Linked DNA regions of Mus musculus: region 2 is linked to region 1. The links are chromatin contacts, called in public HiChIP or PLAC-seq maps. All regions are on one chromosome and are shown on one strand. Each heading gives the region's core, a stretch centred on a gene start, on an enhancer-like site or on the middle of the called end of the contact. The rest is flanking DNA. Distances are from core to core; before and after follow the strand shown. Region 1 has its middle 21 kb from the start of Gm34930. Region 2 overlaps Mlph (melanophilin).

Region 1 (4,804 bases), core at 1,146-3,645:
ACACACACACACACACACGGCACCATACCACACACTCCCTACAACACAGCAGCTCTCAGACTCTATGCAGGAAGCTATGATGTAGACAGGTCCTGGTAAGACAGCACTGGCAGTGATTTCTTGATGTATCTAGTGGCCACGAGACAATCGTTTCATCGGTTGAAATCAGCCCCATTTCTGCTTTGGGGGTGTTTGTTAACACGACGTTCCCTCTAAAGACAAGCAAGTGAACACAGTGCACAGAGCAGGGTTGAATGCTAAACGTCTGGCTTTGCTTATCTGTACACTAATGTATGCAGCGATTCAGCAGTGAGTACTTGGCACGAGGCCAACAGGGCCTGTTGAAAGGCCGGACACTAGGGTACTGACAACACTGGCCACTTAAGACAAGATTCCAGAAAGTTTGGGCACCCCACCTTTCTACAGGTCACTACACCTGGCCTTTGCTACATGAGACGAGTGGCAGTTACATCCAAGGCTGCCTCCTGCTCTGCCTCAGTGGGACTCAGTTAACAGGTCTCATTATGTCCTATTACTAACAGGCACCTGGCGGATCAGTACTAATCTATGACCCGGGGCTCCTCCCCAAACATCTGAAATGGATCCCCCACTCCTGGGATGGCTCTGTTGGCTTGACTTTTCCAGGTTGGGTTGGATACTTTTCTCTGGATGTGTGGAAAGGCACTAAAAGCATTTGCCTGGATACAGCCCAAACCAAGGATAAATAAGCGCTCCTGGAGGAATGCATTTCCTCTCTGTATACCCCAAGGATGGTCTACTTACAGAACGGTGCAGGTAAGACCTCCAAGGAACAGTCATTTGCTTTTACACTTAAAATATCCGTGCACATCATTTCCAGGAAGTTAGTTTTCCCACAGCCTCTTTCCCAATCCTTTAAAGGTCTCTCTCCTAAGGATGTCTCCCAAGAGACAAGGAAATGTCTCTCTTTCCCAAGATACTCACCCATGGGTGGATCTAAGATGGCTCTGCCCCACCTCTGATTTCTCCACTCTATTTGCCTTTGGGAAGCTCAAATTTAAAGCAGAAAGAAGAAAAAATTCAGTGTGGGCTCTGTGGTGCCCAAGTCTCTCTCTCTCTCTCTCTCTCTCTCTCTCTCTCTCTCTCTGTGTGTGTGTGTGTGTGTGTACGTGCTTTTGTGTCTCTCTGTGTGTACATACATGTATGTGCATGAGTGCTAGCATGTATATATGTGTGCATTCGAGTATGAGAATGTGTATGAGTGTAAATGTGTTCCTGCATGTGTGTGAGCATGCCAGTGTGAGTGTGTGTGCATGTGTATATGTGTATATATGTCTGAGGTGTGTGTGTATGTGAGTATGTGTGTATGTGTGTATGTGAGTATGTGTGCGTGCACACACACTTGCCCATGTGTAGGTCAGAGATTTATGTCAGGTGTCTTAGGTGTTTTCTTCAATCCATTTTCACTTTTTTTTTAAACACGGGCACTCTCCCTGAACCTGGAACTCACATATTGGCTAAACTGGCTGCCTCCCAGCACTGGGATGACAGACTCACTCCTCCTCTTCCTCCTCTTCTTCCTCCTCTTCCTCCTCTTCCTCCTCTTCCTCCTTCTCTTGTTTGATGTTGTTGTTAATGTGGGTACTGGACATGGAGAATGGAGACTCGGGCCTTTGAGTTTGACCTTACCAACTGAGCCATCTCCCTTTGCCCCTTAACCTGAATTGTATCCAGTCCCTGGAAAATTTTGAGAGAATATGAACAGTGGGGCCCACCCTGTAGCCCCTAAAACAAAGCCCCATGGGAGCAGCCCCAGAAACCCATGGTGTTTTGGAATCTTCCAGTTAAGTCTCCCCGCTGGAATGCGTGAATTCAGAGTTACCACTGACGGTTGGAAGGATCCTTCAGGACTTCTCAGATCCTGGGATGCATTGTGAATTTCCCACAATGCAATGCAGGGTTTCTCAACCATATCTGACTTCCAAGCATGCTTTTCCAAGCAAGGGGCAGGGGTCACTTAGAGGCAACCTCTGCTGAAGTACCTCACCTCAGGAGCCATCCCAACACTCTTGCTGGCCAGACTTAATGAAGTCACTCACGGCTAGTTTGTCTCAATGGTATCTCACAGTCTGATGGTTGAGAAATGAGAGCCGGGACCTGGCTTTCAGGTTTGGCCACAAAGGCAGGCGATGACTTAGCTGATCTCAAACGTGATTTATCTTTCCCCACCCAGACTCTCACCAGGAAGATGAATGCCTGGGGTCCACACAGTAAGACTAGCTGGGGCAAAGAAGAAGTGATGAATTGATTAAGTCGGTTTAGAGGCAGGCCACCAGCAACCACACCTAATTACTCAGTCAGCACTCAGGGCCTGAGCATGAATTCCACACCAGTGACTCACTGGTCTTCCTTCCACAGGCTGCCGGACATGTTTCCTCCTTGAACACTTTGGGCGAGCTTGAGGAGCCCTGGCCTCTGCTAGCACTGTAGCCCATGGGCATCACCCAGGCAAGATGCCAGCCCTGACGATAGAGAGGAAGTATCTGGGGACCCAAGACTGTTCTCATAGAACATGGGATAATTTAAAGTTCGGCCTCTGCTTGTGTCAAGTATTAGGACTGACAACAAAGAGGAAAGAGAGAAATGTTAGACACCAGAGAGAGGGGAGGAGAAGTGGCCCCTGACTGCCTGTCTGTTGGGAGGGGTTGTGTGAGGTCCAGAGAAGGGGTTGGCTGTCTCAAGGTCCAGGCAAGAGAAGAATTCCTGATAATCACTCAGGAAAGAGAATATGGTGCAGGGTGGGGATAGGGAGGTGTGTGTGGGGGGTGGGGGAGGGGGACCTTCCTAAGGGTATCAGGGGTCTTGGAAAGCCATCAAAAGGAAGCCCAGAGCTCAGCTTCAGGGAAGCAGCAGCTGCCTCCAATGTTGGTGTATCTCAGCTAGGGAAGGACCCAAAGCTAAGTAGCCAAAAGGAGCTACAAGCAGGCACTGCCATGGGAACTGGGGCTACAGAGATGAGATGAGCCTGCCAGAGACACTGAACACAGTAGAGAGGGAAGAGGACCTCTCAGGCTGTGACAAAAGAAAAAAAGAAAAAGAAAAAGAAAAAGAAAAAAACCCAAAAAAAACTACAAAGTATAGTGGTAGAAGGCAGTGGCTGAAGTCACTCCTTCCACCTAAGGCACAGAAGAGGAGGATGGGAAAATGTCTGAGAGCACCAGGAAAGAAAGGCTAAATAGTCCCTCAACAGAAATGGAGGGCAAGGGGCTCCGGGAACCACAGTCACACCCAGATCAGGCAGCCTACTCAGGGATGCAGCCAGCATCCTCAGCAAACAAAAGAACCACCTCCAAGTTAGGGTTGGTTTGCCTCAGCACTGTGGACATTTAGGACTGGATCATAGACTACCGCAAGCACCACCCTGGGTACTACAGGATGTCTAGACACATCCCTGACCTCTGGCTACTGGATATTAGTTAGCAGCAGCATCCAAGTATAACACCCAAGCTATCTCCAGACCTTGTCAAGGATTCCCTGGGAGCAGAACCACGCCCTGTTGAGAACCACTACTCTGACTCATGGCAGGGGGAGATCACATGGGTCTTCCATCTCAGGTAAGCTCATCTGAAGAAATTGCACATGCAAATCGGTGGATGGTAGAGTAAGAAGGACCCTTTTTGTCAGCAGGACACTGCAGTACAGCAGTAGCTGGATCCACTGTGGCATGGCTAAGCTCAGAGGCAGCCCATTTCCTATGACCAGTGAAGCATAGGGCGTAGCCATGTATTTCCAGGGAAGTGATGCTTCCTTCTGCCGTATGTTTCACAAGGTACAGAAGGGAAAAGCAAGCAGAGAAAGAAGGGGGACGGAGCTCAACTGTGACAGTCACTAGCATCATGCTGACCCCTGCAAGGACAGATTGGACAGCGTGAGCTTCCCTGGCAGAGCAGAAGCCTGAAGAAACACAAAGCTAGAGTTGTACAGGCCTGCACTGGCTCTCAGCCTCAGAGCCAGGACATCTGTCAAAGCAGGACACCAGAGTCATACATACAGCATGCTCCGTCACACCATGTACACAAGACAATACACACAGAGCTTACCATCATACAAAATAGGCCAGCCAGGAGACACTATATACACAGGATAGAGACTATACATACACAACACACCATACAGCATTTACATGCTAGTATATATGTGTATATATACCTGACCCCACGGAGTGGCACTATTTGGAGGTGTGACCTTGTTCGAGTAGGTGTGTCACTGTGGGGGTAGGCTTTAAGACCCTCATCCTAGCTGCCTGAAAGCCAGTATTCTGTTAGCAGCCTTCAGATGAAGATGTAGAACTCTCAGCTCCACCTGCACCATGCCTGCCTGGATGCTGCCATGTTCCTGACTTGATGATAACAGACTGAACCTCTGAACCTGTAAGCCAGCCCCAAATAAATGTTTTTATAAGAGTTGCCTTGGTCATGGTGTCTGTTCATAGCAGTAAAACCCTAACTAAGACACATGCAAACACTTCTCATACATATACAATCCTCATGCAACAGTCCACGTAAACACCATACATATTAGTTATACATAACACAGTACTAGGTTCATGTATACTCACACCCCACATATACCATACACACAATATACATATAACATCACACACACACACACACACACACACACACACACACATACAAGTAAGAAGCTACACTATCCCCTTTGAAACGGCTTTAACGCTGTCCCCATCCTGAGAGAGTAACCAAGGAGCCACCGTCTTATGCCTTTCTCTGCTTCCCCCACCGCAGCCCACACCTCAGATGCCAGT
Region 2 (4,804 bases), core at 975-3,474, 710 kb before region 1:
AGCTCCTCCAGCCTCCTCCTGAGTGTCTCCTCCTCTGTGTCAGCACTGGGGTGTGTCTCCACAGTTGGTTCCTGATGGGTCGAGGCAGGGCTTAGAGGCAGCCTCGGGAGGTGAGCCAACTTGAGAGAACTCCAGCACTGGTGTCCATTTAAGACCCACCCTTTGTCCTGCTTCCCCGTCCCCAAAAATGTTCACTGGGATAAATGTGCATATATGTTTATCATCTTCACTATTTTAGGGTATACATGCAGTTTCTGATGCACGTAGCACTCCCTCTCCCACGGAACTTTCCCTTCTGCTATACTGAGACTCCATCCCTACTGAACACTCATCCCCCCCCCCCCCCCCGGAAGTCCTCGGCATCTATCCCTCTCCTCTCTGTCTCAGGGAATCTTTCCTTCCTGGGCTCCTTATGTGAGTAGCATCAGGTGCTCTGCTCTCTGTGGGCAGCTGCTTTCACTCAGCTAATTTCTCCAGGTTGAGCCATGTTGGAATACTGGGCAGAACATCTTTCTTTTTATGGATGACCCATTAGACCACATGGTTTGAGCTTTCTCTGGGGGAAGTGCTCAGAGGTGGAGGGCACATCCTCCCTCCCCCACTGAGCCCACAACCCCTTCCGTTTGTGTCCAAACTCTGGTCCTATGTTTGCATCCCTTGGCGTTTGGCTGGGGCTCAGGGGGCTGAGGACAAGGGTCTCTGGTTCTCTGAATTCTCCCTTTGTGAGACTGAGGTGAGCCACAGCAGTGTTATCTCAGCTCTACCTAGAAATTCTGTGTTCCCATGGGGCTTTGGTGTCTGTCCTGGACTCACATAGCAACAAGGACCCTCCTATCCTCAAGTTATTGTGAGTCTGGGGACAAGGTTGAGGTGTCACATTGTATCCTCATGTCACTTTTGCAACGGGGACTAACCCCTCACAGGCCAGCGGCAAGTTGCAGAACTTTGCTGACAGAGGATAGAGAAGGCTGCAGCATGTGGTGACTCAGTGGTACCTCGGTCGGTCCGTGGCCAGTCTTCTTAAGTTCAGATCAAGGGTGGCAGACTGCGTGGGAACCCATCTCTTTGCCTTAGATGAGGTTTTTGAAGGACCCAGAATAGCTATTTGCTTTGGTCAGGGTGGGGGGAGTCCAAGAAAGCCCACATACATATTTCAGGTGGGCTTTGGACATGAGACAGCTGCCATTTCTTGGATGCCTGAAGCCACTCTCCAACATGATGTACTTAGGCCACAGAACCTGTAAGTGGCGTTATGACTTGAAATGAAGTTGGATCATGGAGGGCTGGAAAGGAACTACCGAGAACGATGTGACCACTAGCGACTGGCTGCTGCTCATCTGTCCTGGGCTATGCTTAACTTAGGGATGGGGAAGAGGAGTGACAGTCAGGAATTTCTTCAGTGAGGAAGTGCAGGCTGGGGATGCTGGTCCAGTTTCAGTACCCGTGATGTCTCCACCTGGCTGAGGATTCCTCTCATCTACCCATAAATGACCACATTGTATTACCTTGTTATTGTGCACGGATGGCTTTATGCGGATGGCCTATGCAGGAGACCTCACCTGCCCATCCTTGGAGCACTGTGCACTAACCATCTGCAAGATCTCTGAGACTCTTCTCTTGAAGCCATACTTGGGACTTCAGCCTCCCTTAATGGAAGGCTGTGGCCTCATCTCACTTAGCCCAGGGGATTACCTGGGCTGAGGGTGGCAGAACCGTATTCTCCAGGTGGACTAGCAGGTGCTCCACAGCTGACATTCGCTTGTTCAACTCCAAGATCTGCGGCAGAGGAAGAAGAGCAGTGGTCTGGTTATAGTGGAGGGTCTCACGGTAACCCCCACCAGCACAGTGTCTTCCTCCTCTGAAGTCCAGCTAAGGCCATTACCTATGACAGAGCCCTGAAGGTTAACTGTAAACAACCTCTTTCTGACACCAAGGGTACTGGAAGCAAGAGGGAAGGTCAGTGGGGGTGGGGTGGGGTGGGGGTGGGGTGGGAAAAACATGTAGGAAAGGTGAGACACACCCAGCCAGACTAAGTGGCAGAAAGCACTGACTGTGGCTGTCACCGGGTGGCTCCAGGTCACTTAATGCACAGGAAGATGTGCATTAAGCAGGACACGGTGACCAAAGTCATTAGGTAGCAGAAGCCCTGGGTCACTTGTGACCCAGAGCACAACTTTCTAATCCTTTGAGTCACCAGACTCTTGAGTCACCCAGTCTATTAGCTCCCAGACAGAGGCAGGAAAATCGATTCCTCTTCGCTAGGCCTCCTCGCAGGCAGCCTCTCTGTCTTACATTATCTCATTTACCGCTTGCCCGGCCTTATGAGAGGGAAATGACACTTACAGGGGCGGGAAGCTGCCATTGTTGGTGGGTAATTACCACAGCACTGAGAACTTGGAGTGAAGGAAGACGGGCACACTGGAAATGTCAACATGGGTGTCTTTGAGCCCTCTGCCTATGCTTGCCCTCTGTGGACAGCCGTGACTTGGGGGTCATACGACCTGGCCCATTTGTTGTAGGTGGTGGTAACACTGATCGATATTCTCAGTAGGTTGCTCAGCATGTGGCTTGGTCTATTCACCCGTGAGGTAGAGGTGGGGGCTCAGAGAGAGGAAAAGCCATTGCCTACCCAGTGCCGATACTGTCATTGTGAGCCCCACATGGAGTGAACAAGAAGGGAAGCCACTAAGGAGGCTGGCTAGCTGGGCCGAAGAGGAAGGCAGAGGCTGGGAGGGACCAGCAAAATAATAGACGGGGCTGTTGGCTTAGGGTTCGGCGTGGCTTTCTGATGAGGCCCTGGCTGCAGCTAGGGAGAAGTGAGGCCCACCAGGCCAGTAAGACACACAAGGAACACAGTCAACTCCAGCATCTGTCTGGTGTCTGGAGCCTGGAGCCTCTGGTACTTTGCAGACAAGTTCACAGCACAAAGGGTCTCCTGAGGGGCCACAGTTTCAAGGAGGGCTGGAGTCCCCCATGTTTCCAAGATGGAGGCAAACTCAGGAGGGAGCTAAGGAACCTCATTTCCCCTGTGGAAAATAAAAGACCTGGGCATGGCAGGGCTACTGTGTCCCTAGACTTGAGAGGCTGAGGCAGGAGGATGGCAAGCTTCAGACCAGACTGAGCTAAACAGAGAGAGCTTGTCTCATACATCCAAGGGCTCAGCTTTCAAAAGCTCACCCTACATGTGTGACTCAGAGGCCCTGGGTGGGATTTTCCCCAGACTCTCCCTTCAGAATTTCTCTATCCATTTCATATGTATGTAAACCATCATGGCAGGTTAATTAAGTCCTGTCTAGGCTCCAAACTCTGGATCCATTCTTTTCCAATACAAGTGTCACCATCCCCTGCAGGAGTCAGCAGAGTGTGACCCAAACCTTGTTTGAACATGGAAATCTCTCTGTCTCTGTCTCTGTCTCTCTTAATTGATTCATTAGTTAATTAGTTAAATTTTTTGGAACTCTCTTTTGTCTTAAAAACAGAGCACATGAGGTTCTTCTCTGGCTAAAACATACAGATTGCATGGCTGTCTCTTGGGGGCTCTGCTTTCAATCTTGGTGAGTGTATAATCAGAATTCACCATCACTCTGTGTATGATCACAGAAGAACCAGGTGGGTGCTATAGTTTTACTTCTTAGAGACAGATTCTGGATATGAAGCCTCAGCCGGCTTTGAACTTGAGCTCCTTCGACCGTCTCTCAGGCCGTCTGATTAGCCATAGGCATGGTTCTTTTCTTTTTCCTCACCACCTCTTAACATTTTGAGGCTCTGCCAGTCTTAACCTTTATGTTATTCAAATTCACTCCAATAAAGCATCCCTATGCTACAGGCTATTTCTTGTCTAAAAGTGCTAAAAGCTTCAGTTTCTTTAAACTGACCTGGAGAGAGAGAGAGAGAGAGAGAGAGAGAGAGAGAGAGAGAGAGAGAGAGAGAGAGAGAGAGTCCATCCACACAGATAGACTTCTCCCAAACCTCCTTACCTGAGTCTCAGGCACAGTCCGGGCCCTCCTCTTGCTATGCTGGGAGGCTGCCCTGGGACCCTGGATACTGTCTTCATCAGAGGTGTCTACATCAGCCAGGTACTGTGAGGGCAGATGTTTGCCCCTGACATCGTCTGTTCCTTTGGAGAAAGACAGGGTTTGAATTGGAGTGAAGCATCAAGAGCTTAGGAACATGTCTGCCCCAGGGAAGCAAAGTTAGCCATAGCCATGTTCCATTAGGGTGTGTGTGGTCACAGGTTCCCACACCACACACCTCCAGGAAAGAGGCCCCTCCCACCCTGGATGGGATGGTGGCATAGAGCTTGAGAAGTTGACAATGGGTAGGTGTAATATAATTCTAAAGTCTAAATTGCAAACATGGCCAGATTGCACACGTGTGTAGGGCACAGGGCCCTAGCATGGCCTTTCCACTAATGGAGGTAGCTTTCCAAACCCTTTCCACACACACCCATGTGGCCACTGAGGGTTCTTTCTTGTTCACAGAGTTTTGTGGTGAGAGACCCTTGCAGTGTGGCTTGAATAACTATTCTGAGCCCTAGCAGGAGGTGACCCCATCATATTGTGTCCTCACCCATAATTACCCACTACCTCTGCTTGGCCCAAATGGTACCTCGAGCAATAACAGAGAGGCCAGGAAGGAAGTATACGACAACTCCCCTCCAGAAATTTCAAGGCACACACCATGTCCTGTGTCTGATGCTCATCAGGTCCCACCCTGCATTATGAATCCTGCCCAGAAACTGCCCGAGTGACATTACACCCCTTCCAACAGAGCCTAGGAGACCCTCTGCCAAATATATCCAAAC

What was found. HiChIP or PLAC-seq counts read pairs in DNA pulled down with a chosen protein or histone mark.
Region 2: a FOXA1 HiChIP or PLAC-seq map of pancreatic cancer cells shows a contact between it and region 1. The contact joins two enhancer-like sites. A contact is called at or near these places in 1 of 115 datasets of contacts at active chromatin or transcription factors (pancreatic cancer cells) and 1 of 9 other capture datasets (embryonic stem cells).

Annotation. Positions count from the first base shown.
Region 1 is chr1:90,223,397-90,228,200 of GRCm38.p6, reverse strand. No RefSeq gene overlaps it. Among named protein-coding and RNA genes, the nearest start is that of Gm34930, 21 kb to the left of the region's middle. Within about 2 kb of position 2,395, at least 98 of the 459 cell types and tissues checked have an H3K27ac peak or open chromatin away from gene starts, as enhancers often do. A contact at or near this core is called in pancreatic cancer cells, where this site is marked.
Region 2 is chr1:90,934,626-90,939,429 of GRCm38.p6, reverse strand. It overlaps Mlph (melanophilin), which reads right to left. Exons shown (of 16, transcript NM_053015.3): 8 at 3,978-4,117; 9 at 1,693-1,776; 10 at 1-71. Among named protein-coding and RNA genes, the nearest start is that of Prlh, 16 kb to the left of the region's middle. Within about 2 kb of position 2,224, at least 7 of the 459 cell types and tissues checked have an H3K27ac peak or open chromatin away from gene starts, as enhancers often do. A contact at or near this core is called in pancreatic cancer cells, where this site is marked.